Regions from separate parts of the Sus scrofa genome. Here region 2 is linked to region 1. The links are chromatin contacts, called in public Hi-C maps. All regions are on one chromosome and are shown on one strand. The core of a region is the stretch at or near the end of the contact, and the rest is flanking DNA. Distances in the headings are between cores, read along the strand shown. Region 1 holds the start of PLCB1 (1-phosphatidylinositol 4,5-bisphosphate phosphodiesterase beta-1). Region 2 overlaps PLCB1 (1-phosphatidylinositol 4,5-bisphosphate phosphodiesterase beta-1).

Region 1 (5,395 bases), core at 2,069-4,568:
GTGCTCTGGCCTATAGTGAATACTCAATAAAGGTTAGCTTTGCCAACTTCCCGAGGCTGACATTCCCGAGTGCAATTCTGTGCTGTCACAAAAAAACAGACCTTTTTATTGTTTTAAAAACAGAACAGAGCATTGAACTTGATGTATCACAGGCCTGGCTCACACAATTTTGGATGTTCTTACCCATCCTCTTGCATGGCAAAAATCCCCGTGCTTTAAAATGACTTCTGTCTTGTGTCTTTAACCAAAGATGAGGAAATGAGGGAGTTGAACCAAGTTGCCTCAAGCCTCATCTTACATGTTGAAGGGGGTTATCCCAGAGCCCTCCTGGATCAAAATGCATCCTTCTGCAGGCAGAAGAAGCTCCCACAGCCCATGTTTGTCTTGAAGACAAACACTGTTCAGAATTCCACAGCTTTATTTTCCCTACATTCACAGCAACAAGCAACAGCTGGTAAGGATCAAGAATACTAGATGAGTCAGCCAGCTACTTCCACAATAATGAAATAACGGTGTGTAACAAATGACTCCCCCCTCCCCCAGCTCAATGGACTCAACAGTGAGCTCATTTATTGTCATGCTTATAAGTCTGCATGTTGGCTGGGTTATGGCACATCTAGGATGGGGTTCTGACGGACTTGCCTCCAGGCTGCACATCAGCCCTACGCCTGCCCCATGAGGTTCCCTGAGACGTGTTTGTCTCATGGCAATGACCAGAAACCCAAGAGGGCAAGCCCAACCTCACAAGGATATTTCAAGCCTTTTCTTAGGGCACATCTCCTGACATCTCATGGGGCAGTATCAATGAGGTGGATAAATACACAGGTGTCTAGTTGAAAACTCTAAGGTCACATGGCAAAGTGTGTGGATGCAGAGGACAACAAACAGAGAAAGATGATGTAATTATCCACCACAAAAAGGCTCATTCTATCATCTCATGTAGCCTAGAGCCCATTTCCATTCCTCTACACTCCTCTTCTGGAGAGCACCTCTCTGGTCTATCTTACCTTCCTATGTCATTCTGGTGTAAAGCCTATTTGAACAATAATCTTTCCAGTAGATACCTGAGCGATTGTGGAGGGCAGTAGGGGAAGATGTGAGAAGAGAACAAGGCCGGTAGGATGTTGTAGGCACAATTGAGAAGGGCAGGGATGCTGCAAGTAGAATTGTGTTGCTGTTTTGCAGAGTAAAGAGAAGCAGTGTGAGGATCTGATAGTGCCTTGCCTTCTGCTTAGTAACTAGCAAGCCAAAGCCACTGAGGAGAGGGTCTATGGACAGTATACTCAGCTTTTAGTTTAGGATATGGGATCAGAATGAAACAAGTCAGTCTTTAAAGAGATTCTTTGTAGCAAGCGGCTTCCAAGGACAAGGTGAGGCCCCCAAAAGAAAGCAGGGGTCCTAAGTTGTGTTCACCAGGTTGTCCATGGTGCTGCTAATCAATATGGATTTTTTAATGCATTGAAATATGTAATTGGGTTAGTTGGATTAAATTCCCCATGGGATTTTTTCGTAATATTTTTACTGAGTTTATCAACACTGGGCCTTGGAAGCCTCGGGGGCAGAGGAAGAAAGAACAAATACTTAAAAGAATGTTTCTCTCCTTCTTTGTTCATATTGTTTCTTCTTTTTAAATTTTTATTTATTTATTTATTTGCTTTTTAGGGCCGCACCCATGGCACATGGAGGTTCCCAGGCTAGGGATCCAATCCGAGCTACAGCTGCCAGCCTACACCACAGCTACAGCAACATGGAATCCGAGCAGTGTCTTCCACCTACACCACAGCTCATGGCAGTGCCAGATCCTTGACCCACTGAGCGAGGCCAGGGATCAAATCTGCAACCTCATGGTTCCTACTCAGATTCGTTTCTGCTGCGCCACAATGGGAACTCCCTCTTCTTTTTTAAGGTCACTTTTATTGAGATATAATTTACTGATGATAAAATGTACTCATTTTAGGTATACAGTTCTATAATTTCGACAACTGTAAAAACACATGATATAGAACATTTCTATTCCTCTCAAAATTCCCTGGTTCCCCTTCCCTGTCAATCCCAGCTCACTCCTGGCCACAGGCAACTACTGATCTGCTTTCTCTGAACATGGACTAGATTGCCTGTTCCAGAATTCCTCAAATGGAATCACGCAATATGCAGTGTTTTGTGTCCAGTTCCTTTCACTAGGTTTAAATTCTGTGTGATTTATCCCCGTGGTTGTATGTGCACTCTTTTTTAATTGCTGAATAGTATTCCATTATTTGCCATACCACATTTGTTTATCTATTCACCAATTGACTGACTTTTGGTTTCCAGTTTTGGGGGTATGATGAAGAAAGCTATGAACATTACTAAACAAGTCTGTGTGAACATATGTTTTCATTTCTCTTGTACAAATACCTAGGAGTGGGAGTTCTGAGTTTTATGATAAGTAAATGTTTAACCTTATTAAAAACTCTTCTTCCTAGTGGCTTTACCATTTTATACACTCTCCAGTAATGGATGAAAGTTCCAGTTGCTCTGCATCCTCTCAAACACTGTTATAATTAGCCTTCTAAATATGATCTACTCTAGAGGGGGAATCTCTTTGTTTTAAAAGAAATGAGAAATATTTGTTGAATGAATGCCAGCAAATATCCTACCACCTTTGTTCCTAAGTGAGCAAGTTTCTATCTGTAAGACACCTTACTCTCTCTCCTTCTCTCCTCTTCCTGTCTGTCTCTGTTTGACACGACCCCCCCCCCCACGCGCACCCATACACTGGCAAGTGGAGGCCTATCTCCTTGGGAAATAAAACCATTGTTTCTCTTAGAATGGGCTTGCTGTCTCTGAAGCACAACTTAACCACATGCCCGCCCGGGCGTCAAGACCAGCGCGCTGCAAACTCTCAGGCACGGCGAGGTTTCCCCAAAGAGCACTCACTCCAAGCCTCTCAACTGCTCTCTTCTCTGCTAATAAATAATAATTGTCTTTTGAAATAGCTGGTTTGTGGCCAACGCTGGAGAGCTCCAGCTAGAGGGGAAAACTCTGGGTCGCCTCTCCGATCTCTCCCGAAGGCTCCCTTTTTGCACCCCATTTGGACCCAAAGACACTCCCAGACCGGGGCTCCTGTTCTCCAGCAAACCCCCAGGAACGCTGGGCTCCAGGACACCCCTGCACCCCGCCACCGGGGCACGGGGCATGCTCAGAGGCGTCGGCTGCAGTGGGGCCCGGGAGCCGGGAGGTGCCGCTGCGTGCCCGCTTCCCGCTCCTGACCCAGCGCGCAAAGTTGGGCTGGAAGCCGCCGGGGAAGGAGGGACCGAGCGAGCGCGGGTGGCGGGGAAGGGGGGCGGGAGGAGGAGGGAGGAGGGGGAAGGAGCAGGGCGGGGGGGGGGGCGCAGAGCGTGTGTCACTCGCTCTCTCGCTCGGTGTCTAGAGGATGTGCTGAATGGTGAGCCGGGAGGCGGCGGCGGCCGAGGAGCGGTATACGGAGGCGGCTGGCAGCCCGGGCAGCCCGGCTCGGCGGCTCTTCGCCCTCCGAGACTCCGCATCCACCGCGGGCGCCCGACCCCGCGTCCCGCCCGGGCATGGCCCGGCGCCTCGCCCGCGAGCGCCCCGCCTGCTAAGCCACGCCGGAGGAGGTGCGGAGGCCGAGACGCCGGCGAGGGAGCAGACGCGAGAACCTCCGGAGCCGAGAAGGGAGCCCCGCGCCCCGCGCCCCGTCCCTGCCGCGCTCGCCCGGGCCGCCCAGAGCCCCGATGAGCCCTGATGGCCGGGGCTCAGCCGGGAGTGCACGCTCTGCAACTCAAGCCCGTGTGCGTGTCCGACAGCCTCAAGAAGGGCACCAAATTCGTCAAGTGGGATGATGTAAGTCGGGGTGGCCGGCGGGGGCGCCGGCGGGGCGCAGGGCAGGCAAGGGCCGTCCGTGGGGGTGGGGCGAGGGGCGCGTTATGCAATGAGCGCACCCGGGAGGGCGCGGGGGCCCAGGGCAGCTTCTGGCCGCGACCTCCTGGGTCCTCGGGTTCAGTAGTTGACGTCCCTGCTAGTTCTGGGTAGGGCCCCCTGAGGGTCTGAAATCTTGGGGGCCAGTGGAGCTGAAGGAGCAGGCGTGGCCGGGGGACGGGTCTTGAGAGTTTGCTAAGTGGGGAGGGTGAATTTGGGACCAGCTGGAAAGCCTGGGGTGCTAACGAGTCGCACCCCTCTCGGCCCGCAGACGCACCCCCCGTTACCTCCGTTGGCCCCTTTCGAGAAGGAACTGCCCCGGAGTCTGAAACTGTTTAGTGATTGCTCACCGTCTTAGCGCTTTGCTGGGAGCCCACACGGCAGCGGTCCAGCCGACAGGTGGTCGGTGATACCAAACTTTAGCGCCCGGCTCCGCAGAGAAGGGCCCTGAGAAGGGCTGGGGAGGACTCACCAAGGGAAGGCTCAAGAGCAGAGAGGGGGGACCGAGGGGTTCGCGAGGGCTCAGTGGGCCTGCAAGGAACGAGGGAGGGCAAGTTTCTGAGAACTGAGCTGGCTGAAGTCTTCAGTTCAAAATAGAAGAGAAGACATACCCCCCAGTTTACCTTCATCTTTTGCCAGGAGAGGCAGAGCTTAGCCAAGCCCAGATCTCCAGTGGTTTACAGGAACCCTGGACCCTAGGACTTCAAGTGGAACCCCCCTCCCCAATTGCCTTCAAACCTTTAGATTAGTAATCTTGCTGAATGCATGAGCATCTTCCCCACAGAGGACATTTGCTTATCAATTTTATGTCCTGGGTGTCATTCAAAAGATTTGATAACAACCCACTGGAATAAATCTGAGCTGCTGGATCGCAGGAAATTTAGGTCCTAATGACTAAGACATCTTTTAAACAGGGGGAATTACAGGAGAATGAGGCGTTCTTCTTGCTGAAAAGATTTTCCACCTAGTAAATTATAGCCTGTTATCCTCCAGGGTATTTTTCTCTAATCTTCTTAAGCCATTTTCCAGTGTCTGAAAACAATTTAAATATTCCAGGTAGCGAATCCAATTACTTAGCTGAGCGGGTTTGTGTCTATATTTTGTCCACCTGGAAGCGCAAACGGAACTTGGAGGGGGAGCCCACAGCTTCCTTGAAAGCTCACGCCAATTATCAAATGCTGTAGGCATCTTTTTCCTATGGACTTTACACTTTTCTCCTTCTGTCTTAATCTAATGACCGGATGTTTTGTGTAAATGGAATAGGATCTAAACAGTAAGTTCAGACACAGGTGAAATGCTTTATGTCAAGGAAAAGCAAAAAATAAAATAAAATGCAGTTTGACCACAAATAGAACAGCCTTGCCCATCTTGAGATCTTCAAATAGAGAGCTAATGTGATGGGTTTACTGACAGAGTGAAGGGCAGAAGGCATGGGGAGAGAGAGAGAGAGAGAGAGAGAGAGAGAGAGAGAGTTCAGAAA
Region 2 (5,395 bases), core at 749-3,248, 95 kb after region 1:
GGCAGGGAAGGGCTCCCTGGGAAAAGATCTTTGCTCTGAAGATGAGTAGGAGCTAATCGACCATCATAATTGGGGTAGTAAATGGGCTAGGAGGAAGAGCTCTGTAATTGGACATGCAAAGGCCCTGTGGTAGGAGGCAGGGAAACAAGTTTGAGGAACTGAAAGAAAGCCATGTGGCTGAGACTCGAACACAAGGTGAAGTTTGGTGACAGGTAAAGCCAAAATGGGCTAGAATAAAGCCTGCCTGATTATTTTGTAAATGCAGTAAGAAGGCAGTGATGAATTTAAGCAAAGGTGGAAGTCAAGGTGAGGATGGTGTGTGTATGTGTGTGTGTGTTTTCATAGGCAGGTACCCTGATTGGGTTTACATTACGTAAATTGTAATAAAATATGAAAAGAAGGCCTAGATTTTAAAAAGTCATGATCTTGCTTACCATGCACCTGTTGCCCATGTAAGCAAATAGTTCATGATTCTTTTGGAATTAGTTCTTTTCAACAATGCAGTTATTTTTCAGAGTTTAGCCAAGAAATACTAATAAAGTCATTTTCCTACTGGGCGGAGAGTCCCAGTCCAATTTAGTGTCCACAACTAACCGTTGCAATATAATTTAATCCTTAACAACTCGACCAAAGCCAAGACAACAGTAAATGTGTTTTTACTCATAATTAAGGCTGCTCAAAAGTAAAAGTTAAACAAAGGCAGCGGAACGATGTACAAATAATGACTTGGTAGAAATGGGTCCAGTATGTGCTGATGAAAGTAGATGTGGGAGTTCCCGTCATGGCACAATGGTTAATGAATCCGACTAGGAACCATGAGGTTGCAGGTTCGATCCCTGCCCTTGCTCAGTGGGTTAACGATCTGGCGTTGCCGTGAGCTGTGGTGTAGGTTGCAGACGCGGCTCGGATCCCGCGTTGCTGTGGCTCTGGCGTAGGCCAGCGGCTACAGCTCCGATTGGACCCCTAGCCTGGGAACCTCCATATGCCGCTGCAGCGGCCCAAGAAGTGGCAAAAAGACCAAAAAAAAAAAAAAAAAAAAGTGTCTTCATTCATTAAAAGGCCACCTAAATGTACCTCATATTACATTTTGCAGCCTCACTTTTTCCCCATTTAGGGCTAATGTCTTTTGTTTTAAGGACTAATATAGCCTCATTTCTTTTTCATGTGATAATATTGTCTGACGTAGCTTTCTTGTTGACCATTAAGCTATTATGGAGTTTGGGATGGTAGTTTGGCAGTCCTGAGTTATTCAATTTGTCTTTTCCTTTCATATATAAAGGGCCCAGGCATCACTCCTGAATTACTTGGGAGACTGTTTGCACTTGCTTGTTTGAATATTGTGTGGGGTTGCTGAGACTATTAAAAAAAAAAAAAAAAAGCCAAGCTAACTTGGAAATTGTGCAGTTATTGCTAAAATACTGGTCTCCCACCATCTAATTCCTTTGTGTGCTGCTAGTTAAGAAAGTCTTTTCCTCCCCAGATCCACACCAGCTTCTTCAGGGCTGATTCACATCTAATCTACTAGGCTGAATGTAGAAGCTATGTGTCTACCATGTGGGTTTAAGGCCACTGAGAAGACTTGTTTTTCTGTTCTCTTGACTTCCTGAAAGTTCCCATCAGCCTCTTCTCCTCCCACCTACCACCACTGCACTATAAATAGAAGCAAACTCATAGGTCTGTTGACATTTCCAAATCAATTTTTGAATCTCTGAAATCCATAAAAATCTGAAAACTAAATAGCCAACAGAGGGGGAAAAAGTTAAATTCCAGGATGACTTGGAAGACAGGATGTTTGGGGAGCATCTTTGTTGTTTGTTGAGGGATTAGAGATGATAGAATTCTGTTACAGAGCCGGAAGTAAGATTGCTTCGATTCATAGCCAGTCAGGAGCCATACTCTATTTTCTAAGGTGGTTTTTTTCCCCTTCCAATAGCTGACAGTTCACAGTTCACTGCCCCTGACCCCCTTGGAGCACAACAGCTCTAGATTATGCAATCTGTTTGGAATTCTCCCTAGGTGGCACTAGATTGAGGCTCAGGCTGGGTTGTGAACAGGGAGAGCTTTTGGTCTATTTTGACAAACTTGAATTTGCTGGATGCTTTGTGATGGTGGGCATTATTTTTGTTATTATATAGACCAAGTGCTCTGGGCTTTGATCCAAAACTTGCACAAAATGATCAACCCTGGGAAGCCTGAAAAACTTTGAGAAGCACTTAAATGGGATACAATATTAGATAATCTGCCATATTTTAAATAACTTTATATGTATGTCTGTACTTATATATGTATATTTTTTTAATTTGTAGAAGGGGGCGGTACACAAACCACAGAGGTAAGAGAAATATCTAATTTATTCAGAGTTAATTTGATGATACCCTAACCATTTGATAATACAGTGTTAGGATTTCTTTCTTCATTCTTTTTATTAAAAAAAAAAAGCTACATAACATGATTTTGAAGAGTTTGTTAAAACTACCTGATATTTTAAGATCCTTTTGACATTTTACATGATTATAAGACATGGGGACATGAGTTCAGAAAAACTGAAAGGCTCTTACAGAACTGCCATATTTGGGAGTTCTTGGCAAAGTTTTATGTAAACTATATGTTTTTAACCTAGGGAGTCTTTAGAGTAAAACTGAAAGCATCCGCCATACTTTGTACATGGACTTCTGGCCATTGCATGAATGAATATAGCACATCTATGGAGGAATATGGAATTTGAGGTTAGAGAAAGAAGAGAAAGCGCAGTGCAGTCCCTAGGGTGTTGTGGGTCTTCATTGATCCTCAAGCTGCAGGATTTGCTTCTGAAACTTGAAGTAGTCAGGAGACTGGGATAACACTGTGACATTGTCTTCCCAAGAGCCAAAGCATTTGGTCTCCATAGTGTGAGAGACCCTTCTAGAACCGAGACAGCACTTAGAGATTAATCTACATGGATGGATCTAGAAATTATCATACCAAGTGAAGGTAGACAGTGAAGGATAAACATCATATTATGTCACTTATATGTGAAATCTAGAAAGAGGATACAAGTGAACTTATTCTCAGAACAGAATCAGACTCACAGACTTTGAAAACAAACTATGGTTACCAAAGGGGACAGGTGGGGGCAGATGGACTAGAGGTTTGAGATGGGCATATGCACACTGTGGTGTATGGAATAATTGGCCAATGGGGACCTGCTGTATAGCACAGAGAACTCTACCCAATATTCTGTGATAATCTATGTGGGGAAAGAATCTGAAAGAGAATGGATATGTGTATATGGTAACCGAATCACTTTGCTAAACAGCAGAAATTATCACAACCTTGTAAATCAACTGTATGCCAATAAAAGGTTACAAAATGAAAAAACGAATCAATAACTGATGAAAAATAACATACGAGTAAACTCTCAAGTAATTACATTGTGTAAAATGAAGAAGCCAGACCCCTCTACAACGAAAGAATGTGCTCTGTGCAATTTTATTGATATAAAACTCTATAAAAATATGAAATGAAATAAAAAGCAGACCAGTGGTTCCTGGAATGTAGGGGGAGAGGTAGTGGGTGGAGGCATGCATTACTTTACAAAAGGGCCTGGGAATATTTGGGGGAATTATGGATGTGTTCACCTGACTGTGTTGATGATGTTAAGGATTTGTACATGCTTCAAAACATTAATGTGTACAATTTAAATATGTGCAATTTGTTGTATGTCATTTCTATCTCAATAAAGACGTACAGAGGAAAAAAAAAGAAAATTTGGAGAAAAGATAAGAAGTGGGTATATTTAAGTAGAAATAGAAGTCAGATCAAGGTTGATGGTCAAGGTAGATTTCTTGACCATCCAGTCAAGTTCAAGGTACATTTCTGGGAAGTAGAAGATCCTTGCCCTTGAAGAGGTCAATGTATATATAGAACCACATAAGAAGAGGATGCAGATGTACCTAAACACAAAATGATCTGTTATCACCTAGGACTATATAGAAACCCAAGTACTTAGAGCTCTGAGTCTACTAGTGGAACATTGAGAAGCTAGCACAAACCAAAATGTTAAGTCAACCGGTTTCTCTGACCTGACACAATTAGGCATTAAAGCCTCCCTGTCCTCCTGCCTCACCAGAGACCTTCCTAACGTGTCCTCTGTGTACAACTTACTGTCGAAGTGGTTTGACTCATGGCCTTTCTCTACCTAATTTCAGTCTACATGATGGTAAATGGCTGCTGTGAAGCCTTGGTCTACTTCTCCTAAACCCTGTTTTATTTGTGTTTTTTTGGTTGTTGTTTTTGTTGTTGTTGTTGTCTTTTTAGGGCCATACCTGAGGCACATGGAAGTTCCCAGACTAGGGGTTGAATCAGAACTGCAGCTCCTGGCCTATACCACAGCCACAACAATGCAGGATCCCTGTCATATCTGTGACCTACACCACAGCTCACAGCAATGCTGGACCCTTAACCCACTGACTGAGGCCAGAGAACCAGATCCACATCTTCATGGATCCTAGTGGGATTCATTAATTGCTGAGCCAACAAAGGAACTCCTTGTGCATGTTTTTAAATCTTTGTTGCCCCTTGCCTAAACCAAAAATAATAATAATAATTATTATTATACCTGTTTCTTAGAGTTATTTTGAAGGTTAAAAGAGTTAATATTTATAAATGTCTTAGTACAGAGTAAACAGTAAGTATTGATAAATAACAATAGGCAGTTAGATAGACAAAATCCTGGATATAATAGAGAACACAGAACATGAACTAGTGGGTATTAGGTGAGATAGTACCACTCTGTAGATTATGTTTTAGAATTTTCTGGGGGTTGGTTGCTCTATTGATTAGAGAATATGAGGAGAAAGAGCTAGCACATCCTGCAGAAGTTTCAGATTTCCTAGCAGACATTCAAGTAGGTAAAAAAAAAAGTTTATAATGTTCTGAAGCTACATATAACTCCATCTTACATATAATTGCAAAAGTTAGGTGTTACAGAGTTTTATCATACACTCAACTTTCCAGGGCTGCAATTGCCTTGTAAATTGAGGGATGATTATACTTTATTTGGTTCAGAACATTATCAAGAATTATTCACCGTTTCAGAATGTCACTAATGCAACACCAATCCCAGAGTCCCGAAGCAACGCACCTCCATCAGCCTGAAACACTCTCTGTGGTTCTCCTTATTTGTACAAAAATCCAAAGATTTCCCACGTCTTCTAGTGAAGCTGTGGCCAAGCACTGATATGTTGAAATACATGTGCTTTTAGAGTAATTTTGCCTTCTTTTCATTTCTCTTTATTATAGTGAGAGCACTGTGTTGGTTTTTAAGTCATCGTGTATGTGGATGGAGAGCGATGGTTACATTATTGATGAATTTTAGTTTATTAATGAAATTTGCTGGACAGTGGCAGACCTGGGA

The links. Hi-C and Micro-C count contacts between places; a contact is called where the count stands out from the background.
Region 2: a contact with region 1 is called in a Hi-C map of liver, with 3 times the contacts expected there. The contact joins the enhancer-like site here to the promoter of PLCB1 in region 1. A contact is called at or near these places in 1 of 5 promoter capture datasets (liver), 4 of 47 Hi-C or Micro-C datasets (embryonic fibroblasts and liver) and 1 of 2 datasets of contacts at active chromatin or transcription factors (skeletal muscle).

What each region holds. Positions count from the first base shown.
Region 1 is chr17:17,003,879-17,009,273 of Sscrofa11.1, forward strand. It overlaps PLCB1 (1-phosphatidylinositol 4,5-bisphosphate phosphodiesterase beta-1), which reads left to right and starts at 3,319. Exons shown (of 33, transcript XM_021077401.1): 1 at 3,319-3,840. The coding sequence starts at 3,742.
Region 2 is chr17:17,099,848-17,105,242 of Sscrofa11.1, forward strand. All of the region lies in intron 2 of PLCB1 (1-phosphatidylinositol 4,5-bisphosphate phosphodiesterase beta-1), which reads left to right. Among named protein-coding and RNA genes, the nearest start is that of PLCB1, 95 kb to the left of the region's middle. Within about 2 kb of position 1,999, at least 3 of the 83 cell types and tissues checked have an H3K27ac peak or open chromatin away from gene starts, as enhancers often do. A contact at or near this core is called in liver, where this site is marked.